Regions from separate parts of the Mus musculus genome. Here region 1 is linked to region 2. The links are chromatin contacts, called in public promoter capture Hi-C maps. All regions are on one chromosome and are shown on one strand. Each heading gives the region's core, a stretch centred on a gene start, on an enhancer-like site or on the middle of the called end of the contact. The rest is flanking DNA. Distances are from core to core; before and after follow the strand shown.

Region 1 (5,305 bases), core at 939-3,438, 230 kb after region 2:
TCCTTAGAAAATGCCCATGCTCCCACAGTGAGGCATCAGGGTTTTACAGATGCCCACACTGAGACCTCAGAGAGAGAAACACCATTCCCAGTCTAATAGACTAGCCCTTCTTACTTTCTTCCTCCCCATACAGCTCCTGCCCAAAGAATCACTGGGTCTGTTTGTCCAAGAATGCCATAAACAAGCCACACAAGGCTTCAAGCTCCACATGCCGAGGGGTCGATACTGGAGACTTCGATTGTGTCCTGGTAATTTTTCTTTCTTCCTGGTGCTGGAAATGAAACACAAGATTTCACACAAGCTAGACGAGCAAGCCTTGCTGAGTGAGCTACAACCCCCAGCCCACTGTCTTGGTAATCTCTCACTTCCACCTTTCTCCTTCGGGTTCCTGGTATAAATGGTCCAAGCCCTCCCCAGTTGTGGCTCCACACCACTGTCAACATCTTTGTCCTTACCCTTTGTGCCCTTCCTTCCCTCTGGAGCCCACTGGACTTCTGCAGTCTCTCCATCTGTCTTTTCTCTTGTCTCACTCCAGAACCTCCCAGTGACCCTAGTGAGTACGCTCGGATAGTGGTCTACTCTGTGTTGGAGCCTGTGTTGCAAGGACTTCAGGGATTGCCACCTGAAGCCCAAGCCCCTGCCCTCGGCCAGGCACTGACAGCCACACTGGGCGCCTGGCTTGACCACATCCTCACCCATGGGATCCGGTTCAGGTATGAAGGAAAGATGCTAGTGGCAGAGGAAGAATGCCAAACAGGGAAAATGGAGACCATTTGGGCAGAGCAGTCTGGGGAGGCAGAAGTGTCTGGTGGCCACATTGTACCTGGACATCTAGCCTGCAGGGGGCGCTGCAGCTCAAGCAAGACTTCGGAGTGGTCAGGGAGGTTCTGGAACAAGAGCAGTGGGGCCTGTCGCAGGAGCTTCGCCAGACTCTGCTCTCACTCAGCATCTTCCAGCAGCTAGATGGGGCCCTGCTGTGTCTCCTGCAGCAACCCCTGCCCAAGAATCCAGTCCACAGAAGACCTCCCCGTTGCTGTGAGTTATCACCACTCCTCAACCCCAGGCTTTTCTAAGCCCTTCCAGGGGTGCTTTCGAACACCCACACCCAATCTCACCATTGCTTTGGCGTCAGCATTCCCCACCAACCTGCCGTCCACTCCTGCCTTCCCAGGTCTCTGTTATGAGGTCCAGACCACTGAACTGCCCACCAGCAGCCTCAACAGCCTGGAAAACTTGGCACCCCCTCTTCGTCTTGGAGTCTCCCCTGCCCAGAACACTCACCTGCTAAGCACCCTGGGGGGAGGAGGACGAGGAGGAGGGGGAGGGGGAGGACCAGGACCTAGTCCTGAGGCTTACCTGGTGGGAAACCAGCAAGCCTGGCTTGCCCTGAGGCTGCACCAACACCCACGTTGGCACCTGCCTTTTTTTTCTTGCCTGAGGACAAGTCCTGAACCCTAAGTTGACTAGGACCAGGGGTTGCAGATCATGCCCCAGACAAGGAACTGTATGCTAGAGAAGCTTAAACCTGGGTGCTTGATAAAACATGTTCATAAACTAGAGTCCAGAATTGAACCCCCAGATCATCCTAGGATCTGCAATCCAGAGTAATAGGCAAACTACAGCCTGAAATCTGGATGTCGGAAACAATGAAGACATCTTGGAGCTAAAACTAGAAGGGGTCTACAGGGCTAGCGCTCAGGAGACAGGCAAACCTTGCTTTCTCTCGAATCCCAGGAGCAAAGCGAAAACTGATTCATGAGGAAACACAGACAAAGCAGACATTTCTACACGTGGAGGGCAGTCTTACCCCTTCCCCGTCTCTGTTTCTAGTCATTAGGCTGTAGGGCCTGGACATTTAAGCCTTGGCTGTTGCTACAGGGGCAGGGCTTGCCTTCTGCTGGGTGGACAGTCCCCGCAGTGACATCCTTTCCAAGGAAGGAGCCAGGATGTGGGGTGGTGCTGACCTAGATCTCGCAGGCAGGACCCCGAGGGAGAGGGCTGAAGGACGTTTTCCTGCGAAGGGGATTTTGCACATTCACTGCTTATGCTGTGTGGCACAGAACACTGCTAATGGCTGAAGTATTCGCGGGTGGCCCCGGAGGTCAGCCGCGCGAAGTACCGCGGAGCCGCCGGAAGCGGTCCGTTCCAATAAACCGATCCCCAGTGCTACTCCTTCCGGGGTGGAGGTAACCATGGCGGCGGCTTTGGCTCGGCTCGGACTACGGCCGGTCAAGCTGGTTCGAGTTCAGTTCTGCCCGTTTGAGAAGAACGTGGAGTCCACGAGGTACGGGTTCTGGGGAGGTGGGAGGCGTCCGTGTTCCCCACGCGTGCGCGCGCACCCTCGTCCCGGCTCCCTGGTCCCCCGGACGCGCTCACGCTGCCCTCCGGCCGCAGGACCTTCCTCCAGACGGTGAGCAGCGAGAAAGTCCGCGCCACCAACCTCAACTGCTCTGTGATCGCCGACGTGAGGCACGACGGCTCTGAGCCCTGCGTGGACGTGTTGTTCGGTAAACCTGGTAGGGACGCGGGTGGGCGAGGGCAGATCGCCGCCATAGCCCTGCATAGTCAGGGTCCCTAACTCATCGGTTTGCATCTCCCCCAGGAGATGGGTATCGGCTGATTATGCGCGGTGCCCACCTCACCACTCAGGAAATGTTAAGTGCCTTGGCCTCCCACATCCGGGACAGGAACGCCGCGGCAGCATCTGCACCGGGCGCAGACAAGGTCGCCCCGGGTACGAGTACCCGCCGCTGATATGGCAGAAGAGTCCAACAACCAAATGTTAGCTTGAATCTAAAGACAGTGAGTGGTCTGAGAAGACCTGGGCTTTAATCACTCAAAATGCTGCATGGAGCTCATGATACGGAGCAAGAACACTAACAACAGGGCTTCTGGGGCAAGATAAGTAAGTTTGGGTGGTGAAGGGCCCCGACAAATTGGAATTTTTCTTTCTCAGTGTTTAACTTTATTTGGATCTGTCAACCAAGTACATTTTAATTAAATATTTATTGCCAAATGAATGCTATTTTTCTCAGGTTGTTTACTTGGATTTTGAGAGAGGGTCTTACCATGAGCTAACCTGAAACTTAGTAAGAAGACCAAGGTGGCCTAGAAATGTGAAAGCATTTTTCTGCTTCAGGCTCCTCAGTGCTGGGATTCTAGACAGCCACCACCCTCAGCCTACAGTACTCATCTTCCTTAGTAGTGTTGTCTACTCTTCATTCACTCTCATGGAACCACCCATTCTGTCATAATTTCAACTACTCAGGATTTAAACCCTACCTTTTTATTTGGTTCTAACCCCATCTTCTATGATTAGCTACTGCCAATTTCCCCCATATGCCACCAACATTCTTTCCTTCAAGTGGAACGGTCACTTGGCTCTTCTGACTTCCTGCTCAGCCTTCTAGGCTAGAAATGTAGTGTTTCCTCTCCTATCCCTTCCCTTTCTCCGTAGATCCAACCAGTCTGTCTGCACTGAGGGGAAAGAGAGGAGCCAGCCCCGTCTATTGGCACACACTATCCAGGCTACTCAGGAGGCCAGCCTGGTCTACTTATCGAGACCCTTCCATTCTCACTCATTTCCTGTACCACTTTTATTCTCCTGCCTGGTGTCATTTTCCCTTATCATTTTAGCTGCTATGAAATCTCATCCTTCACATGGGTAATAATGGCTTACTTCCCACAGTCCGGAAATAGTTTTTGGTTAACATCCATTAATGTGACCATGAAGTCATTTTAGAGGATCAAATGGCATAAAAAGTTATCCATTCGAGGCCAGAGGAGTAGCTTAGTGTTTAAGAGCACTAGCTACTCTTCCAGATGACCAGGGTTCAATCTCCAGTACTCACATAGCAGTTCACAACTGTAACTCCAGTTCTAGGGCATCTGACACCCTCTCACAGACATGCATGTAGGCAAGACACCAATGAATGCACATTAAAAATCAGAAAAAAAAGTCGTACAAAAAAAGTTATCCATGCATGCCATGTGTTATTTTTTTTTTAACTTTTAGTTTTTATACCTCTACCTCCCTTCCAACCTTTCTTCACCCTAATCCCTTCTGACACCCCAGCATTATGTAGGAGAGAAGATTAGAGGGGGAGGGGATATAGACCTCTATAGGCTACTTCCTGCTGATTAGGGTCCTTGGGTTCCTTGGGGCAAGTCCAGTCTTCATCATCAGAATATCCAGCAAATGCAGCCGCAGCAAGAGGGATCAGCAGCTGCAGCAGGCCCTCTCCAGAGTCCCCAGAATTAATCTCTCTGCAGCAGGTAAAAATCACACCCCTGCTAGTGCACAAGGCAGTTCATAATCACCGGCTGGGACACAGCTTCTTACCCCACACCTGGCACTAAAACATAACTGAATTTCTAAAGAAACCAACATTCTTACTACAGCCACAAGAGTATTCTTTTAAGAAGTTTTAGTTTTGAATAAATGACTGTATATTTTATAAATAAAGACACTCTAGCATATGTGTGTGTGTGTGTACACTGGGTTACGGTATCATTGTTTTCTTTTTGTGTATGTATATGTATGTAGGTGCACATGCCTGTGTTTGCAAATGTGGAAGCCAAAGGTTGTGTATTTTCCTTTACCATGTTCCATCTGTTTTGGATTTTTGTTATTGTTTTGTTTTGTCTTGTTTCCAGATAAAATGTCTCACTGAACCTGACCTTACTCTTTTCAGCTAGCCTAGCCAGCAAGCACCCAGAATCCCCTATCTCCATCCCCCAAGTGCTGTGGTTACAGGCATATATTACCCCACCTAGCCAGCAAGCACCCAGAATCCCCTATCTCCTTACCCCAGTGCTGCGGATGCGCCCTGGCCTTTTATGTGAGCATGCTGGATCCCAAGTCAGTTCATGCTTTCCCAGCAAGTGCTCAAATCACTGGGCCACCTTCCCAGCCCCTTTGTTTCTCACCTTGAATTACAAGAAGAGAGAAAAAAAAAAAAAAAAAAAAAAAAAAAAAAAAAAAAAAAGCCCACAGCCACTGCCAGAGAACTTAAGAATGCCCAGCTAAGAATAGCTATGTAGTTTACCAGATAACTCGGGCCCCACTCCCCAGCAATACTGTAATTCTTCCCTGCCTAAATGAGTAGTAGAGGCTCTCTCGCTGCCATCCTTTAAGAAAGACATCTCCCTGAAGGCCTGGGGTGTGTGCTGCAGGATATTTGGCCATTCTGTGAACCCCAAGATTGTGTTACTTACTGGAAAATACTGGAATACTGGAAAATAGTTGTGGTGTGGCTCAGCCTTAGCATACACCTTTAATCCAAAAGCTTTCTGAACTATTGTA
Region 2 (5,324 bases), core at 745-3,244:
TGTTGGAGTGCCAGTAGGTGACAGGGGATGCCAGTTACGTTGTTCATGTGCAGTCACTGTCATAATTATAAACCTCGGGGAGAACTAACTATCTGTCAGCAGACTGGCTGAGTAATAGAAGTCTCCCTAACCTGTTGCTGAATAAATGCAACTTCCGGGCTTGCAGAACCGCCAGTGATTCATGGAGCGTTGGGGTTTTGAGTGTCTGAGGTACTGTTTGGATTTTAAGGTCATGGCTTCATGTTTCACCTGAGTGATGTCGGGAAGTCCAGCCGCCCTTTCTTAAAGGAGCACAGCTGACACGAGTTAAGAAACGTAATTAGGGATCTAAGAAAGAAATCCACATGCAAAAGCCCTTCTCAGCCTTTAATCCAGCACTCGGGAGGCAGAGGCAGGAGGATTTCTGAGTTCGAGGCCAGCCTGGTCTACAAGTGAGTTCCAGGACAGCCAGGGCTATACAGAGAAACCCTGTCTCAAAAAACAGAAAAAAGACAAAGGGAAGAAAAAAAAAAAAAGCCCTCCTCCCAAGGACTTGCCTGCAACTTCTGTACGGCGTCTTGAGTTGGGGCTCATCTCTGCCTTATGAATATGAGCATTCCTGAACAGAGCACATTGAAGTCTGTTAGCTATTGTGTGTGTGTAAGTTCACATGCATGTATGCACATATGCACATAGGTACCTTCAGAAACCAGGCATTAGTTACTAGGTACCACAGAGCTGTGATTCTCAGCCTGTGGGTTGCACAGGCCATCCTTTGGGGGAGTTGAATGACCCTTTCATAAAGGTCACTTCAGACCACCAGAAAACGCAGATATTTGCTATAACAGTAGCAAAATTACAGTTATGAAGTAGCAACAAAATAATTTCATGGTTGGAGGTCACCCCCCATGAGGAACCATGTTAAAGGGTGGTAGCATTAGGAAGGTTGAGAATCACTTATATATGGACCGTTGTGAGCCACTTGATACAGTTCTGGGAACTTAGCTCTGGCCCTCAACAAGAGCAGCAAGTGTTTACCATTAGGGACACCTCTTCAGCATCAGGTATCTTTTAAAAATTTTTATTAAATTTTTATATAAATTTTATACAATTTTTTTTATTTATGTGTGTGCATAGGCAGGTGTGTAAGGAGGCCAGGAGAGGGCGCTGTGCTGGGAAATGAACTTAGGTCCTCTGGAAGAGCAGCAAACTGCTCTTGACCCTGGTCACTGCTCATACATCCTTCCCACCAAAATCTGTTATCTTTTTAACTATGATTAGCCTAATTTTTGTTTGTTTGCTTGCTTGCTTATTTTTGTTTTTCGAGACAGGGTTTCTATGTAGTCCTGGCTGTCCTGAAACTCATTTTGAAGACCAACCAGGCTGGCCTCGAACTCACATAGATCCTCAGCTTCAGCCTCCAGAGTGCTGGGACCAAAAGTGTGTGCCACCATGCCCGTCGATTATCCTGTCTTTAAAGGGAGAAACAGAGAACCCTGAGGAGGAAAGGTGGGGTGCAAATTAATCAACACTGCCTGGTCTAAAATAAAAAGTCTCAAGACCAGGACCCCAAACCATCTTCTCTGCCTCTCCAGGGGCCTGCACTAAGGGGCCAGCCAGCCAGTCAGGGGAACGCCACAGTAGCCCACTCTTGGAGGTCCCAAGCAGATGACCTTGTGGTCCCCAGGAGTGGCAGCACGGAGGGCGGACATGCTCAGATCTCAGTGGCTGTTGGCAAGGTTACATAAAATTTTATGAAGCACGCAGGACTGGCCCTGGAGCTGGCAGGAGGGCGGAGGAGAGAGCCTCATAACCACGCAGGCTATTGATCACTCAGCCTCTGCTCACAGTCCCCCACACCCAACCCACCCGCAAAGGCGTCCTACCCGCTGGGCAAAGAATGCTGCTCCCGCACTGGCCTAGGGCCCAACCTGCGCTGCAGGTCTGCAGGACCCACCGAGCCTGCTCCGGTGGCCTTTCCAGTGGACCTAAACTGGTGAAGGTTAGAAGAGTGAGGCTTTGTATCACAAGTTTCTGACTCAGTATTCTGATGCTCAAGTTACTCACAACCCCGAGCGCCCTCGCGCGTTGGCCATGCGCACTTCCTTCAATGCAGCCGACTGGGCCATCGGGCCTGGAGGGAGGACTCAGAGCAGGGTAGCAGATATTCCAATTTATGCTTGCCCTTTAGATATGCTTGTTCTGAAAAGAACGATAGCTCAATAGCTGTCAACAGACAGAATCTAGCTCTCTCACCTCTCTCCCATCCTCCCTCCTTCCCTGCCTTCCTCTCCTCTCCTGTCCTCTCCTGTCCTCTCCTGTCCTGTCCTGTCCTGTCCTATCCTGTCCTCTCCTCTCCTCTCCTCTCCTCTCCTCTCCTCTCCTCTCCTCTCCTCTCCTCTCCTTCCTTCTTCCTCTTCTTTGTTTTGAACCCCCTTATGCCTCTTCTGACCCAGTCTCTCCATTTAGTCCAAACTGGCCTTGAACTCCCAGCAGTTCTCCTGCCTCAGTTCATCAGCCTGGCCACATTTCCTGTTGATGAACTCCTACACCACAAATGCTATTCAGAAGTGTAAGGTAACATTCGCCACCAAAGCTTGTAGTTGGGGCGGCTCATTCAGAACAGATTTTCTACCCCTACTACAGCAATGTCCTTGAGATTTCCATTACAGCCTGCTCCGCCCTGTCTGCATTGCTCAGAATGACCAGTAGACATCACTTGTGGGTCATCACAGCATAGCTGGTTACTCTACCAGCTTACTGTGAGCGAGGAACTCTTTCCAAACCTAAGCAGCTATTACAGAAGTATTTAAAGGACAGCATTCGCGTGGTGGCTCACGGAGGGCACTGAGTTGGAGTCTTAACACCAACTATCGCTAGTTTGTCATCTTGAAGTTACCTTTGTGTGCATTAGCTCCACACCTGCCACCTGGAAATAACAGAGTCTTCGTGAGACAGAGTCTCAGGTACCCCAGGCTGGCCTCAAATTCACTATGTAGCCAAGGATGACCTTGAGCTGACCTTGAGAGTGGAATTAGGGGTTCATGCCACCATTGCCAGTTTACGTGGCACCTGATAGTAAACCAGGGCTCGGTACATGCTATGAAGGCATTCTACTAGCGGAGTTATGGCCACAGCCTCTGTGGCTCCCTTTAATTGAGATAGTATACACAGTCCTTTAGAACTGAAAAAAGAAATGTGCTCTGCACCTGAACATCTGGGCGTGGACTGTTTGGGGACTTGGGGTGAGTCACTTCCTTTCTCTCTGCCTCAGTTTTCATCTACAAGATGGGTTTGAGAAGATTGTTTATGAAATCCCAGCACTTGAGAGGTTGAGGCAGGAGGACTGCTACAAGTTCGACCTGGGGCTACATAGTGAGTTTCAGACCAGCCTGGGCTCCAGAGTGAGACTTTCTCTTATACAACAACGATAAAAAGTAAAATAATAAAATGGGATAAGAGAATCTTACCAAGTGATACTTACTCATTTATGAGATTAAATGAGATATGTCTATCATGCCTACATACAGTGAAGGCTCAATAAGTGTTAGTCTTTTTTTTTTTTTTTTCCTATTTGTTTGAGACAAGGTCTCGTGCGGCTCAGGCTAGCATCCAATATGTGTATCTGAGGTTATTAACCTTGATCTTGTACTCTTCTTGCCTCTGCTTCCCAAACACTGGGATTACAGATAGGTGCCACAAGCCAGGCACCATAAGTCTTTAAAACCTTTATGGTGTTTGCTCTTTTTAGCATCCCACTGTTTAGAAGACCAACTGATTTTATCCTGACTCTTAGATTCCTGGGTAAACAGCATGTATCTGCTTGTTCATCTTTTGACCTTTGTCTCTTGTGAACTATATGCGACCCTACCACTACCTTAGAAGGTAGTTGTTCTTGCCCCCCAACCCCCACCAGTTTATGGACAAAGATACACAGGCTCAAAGTGGTTTGCTCACTTACCGGATAGGGACGGTAAGTGGAACCAGACAGCATACAGCTCCTTCCTCCAAGGTCAGGGCTCTGTCTGTTTACTGTAGTACAGCTGCCTTTATAAAACCGCTAAGAGAAGCATTCTTGTGTGCATGTGTGTGTGTGTGTGTGTGTGTGTGTGTGTGTGTGTGTAGGCCAAAGGTCAACTTCAATGCCATTCCTCAGAACACTGTCCACTTTGGTTTCGAGACACGGTCTCTCATCTGTCTGAAGCTTGTCAAGTAGGCTAAGAGGCAGAGGATCTCCGAGGATCCACCTTGCCAGTCCTACCCAGCACTGACCGGCATTGCAAACGTCAAACACTACATCCTGTTTTGTTTTTTTTTTTAAAACAGGTTATGGAACTGGAACTTAGGTCATCTCCTGCTCTGCCAGCACGCCAGTCACTTAGCCATTTTCCTAGCTCCAGTGCACATCTTATTATATGATCCTTTGCCAGATATCTATGCAGGCTTGTTTCTCTTCTCTTCTCTTCTCTTCTCTTCTCTTCTCTTCTCTTCTCTTCTCTTCTCTTCTCTTCTCTTCTCTTCTCTTCTTTCTCTCTTTCTTTCTTTCTTTCTTTCTTTCTTTCTTTCTTTCTTTCTTTCTTTCTTTCTTTCTTTTCCCAAGATGGGTTCTCACTGTGTATCTCTAGCTGGCCAGAAACCTACTATGTCAACCCAACTGACCTTGAGCTCAAAAAGATCCCCCTGCTTCTGCTGCCCATGTGCTGGGGTTAAAGGCCTGTGCCACCATGCCTGGCCTCAGGTTTTACATTTTTCAACCTACAGCAACTTCCTATCCTGACCTCAAAACCTCAAGGAAACTAAAAGAATTCGACCTCCAAGCCTAACAACTCAGCTTCCTAACTTCTCAGTGGCCCATTAGCTGATGCTTCCAGGGGGAAGGCCAGCAAGGGCAGCAGGAGGCAGCTGGGAGTCAGTCCAGCACTTCTTTGTCTCCCCCAGGCTGTTCCCAACACCTGACACAGCTCTTTCCAAATGCTCCTCCACTGCTGTGACATCTGTCACACTTCATCTCTGACTGACTGTGAGCTCTAGGAAGCTCAAGATAAAGCCCAATACGTCCTTTCCCCGAGAGAGAGCTGTCACCCTGTCTGTTTTCTATCTGGGCCAGGCATGGTGGCAAATACCTACAACCCAAATACATGGGGGCCCTAAAGGCAAGAGAGTCCCTGGAGTTTGAGTCCAGTCTGGGCTATGCAGGGAGATCTGTCTGCACTGATTTGCTTCCGGTTGCAGTGATAAAACACTGACCAAAAGCAACTTGGGAAGGAAGGGGTTTATTTTATCTTACAAGTTACAGGGCATTGTTGAGGGAAACCCTGGCAGAAACACAAGGGAGGAACCTAGAG

The links. Promoter capture Hi-C pulls out the DNA fragments that hold promoters and counts their contacts.
Region 1: a contact with region 2 is called in a promoter capture Hi-C map of neutrophils, with 4 times the contacts expected there. The contact joins the promoter of Mrpl53 here to the promoter of 2310069B03Rik in region 2. A contact is called at or near these places in 10 of 39 promoter capture datasets (the 3T3-L1 cell line, 3T3-L1-derived adipocytes, the HPC-7 cell line and 7 more) and 3 of 115 datasets of contacts at active chromatin or transcription factors (bone marrow-derived macrophages, embryonic stem cells and pancreatic cancer cells).

What each region holds. Positions count from the first base shown.
Region 1 is chr6:83,106,920-83,112,224 of GRCm38.p6, forward strand. Mrpl53 (mitochondrial ribosomal protein L53) reads left to right here and starts at 2,189. Exons shown (of 3, transcript NM_026744.3): 1 at 2,189-2,284; 2 at 2,395-2,507; 3 at 2,603-3,013. The coding sequence starts at 2,193. The coding sequence ends at 2,754. It overlaps Ccdc142 (coiled-coil domain containing 142), which reads left to right. Exons shown (of 9, transcript NM_001081266.1): 6 at 134-248; 7 at 536-713; 8 at 836-1,035; 9 at 1,172-2,202. The coding sequence ends at 1,458.
Region 2 is chr6:82,879,859-82,885,182 of GRCm38.p6, forward strand. It overlaps 2310069B03Rik (RIKEN cDNA 2310069B03 gene), which reads right to left and starts at 1,995. Exons shown (of 4, transcript NR_040520.1): 1 at 1,911-1,995; 2 at 1,379-1,451; 3 at 537-598.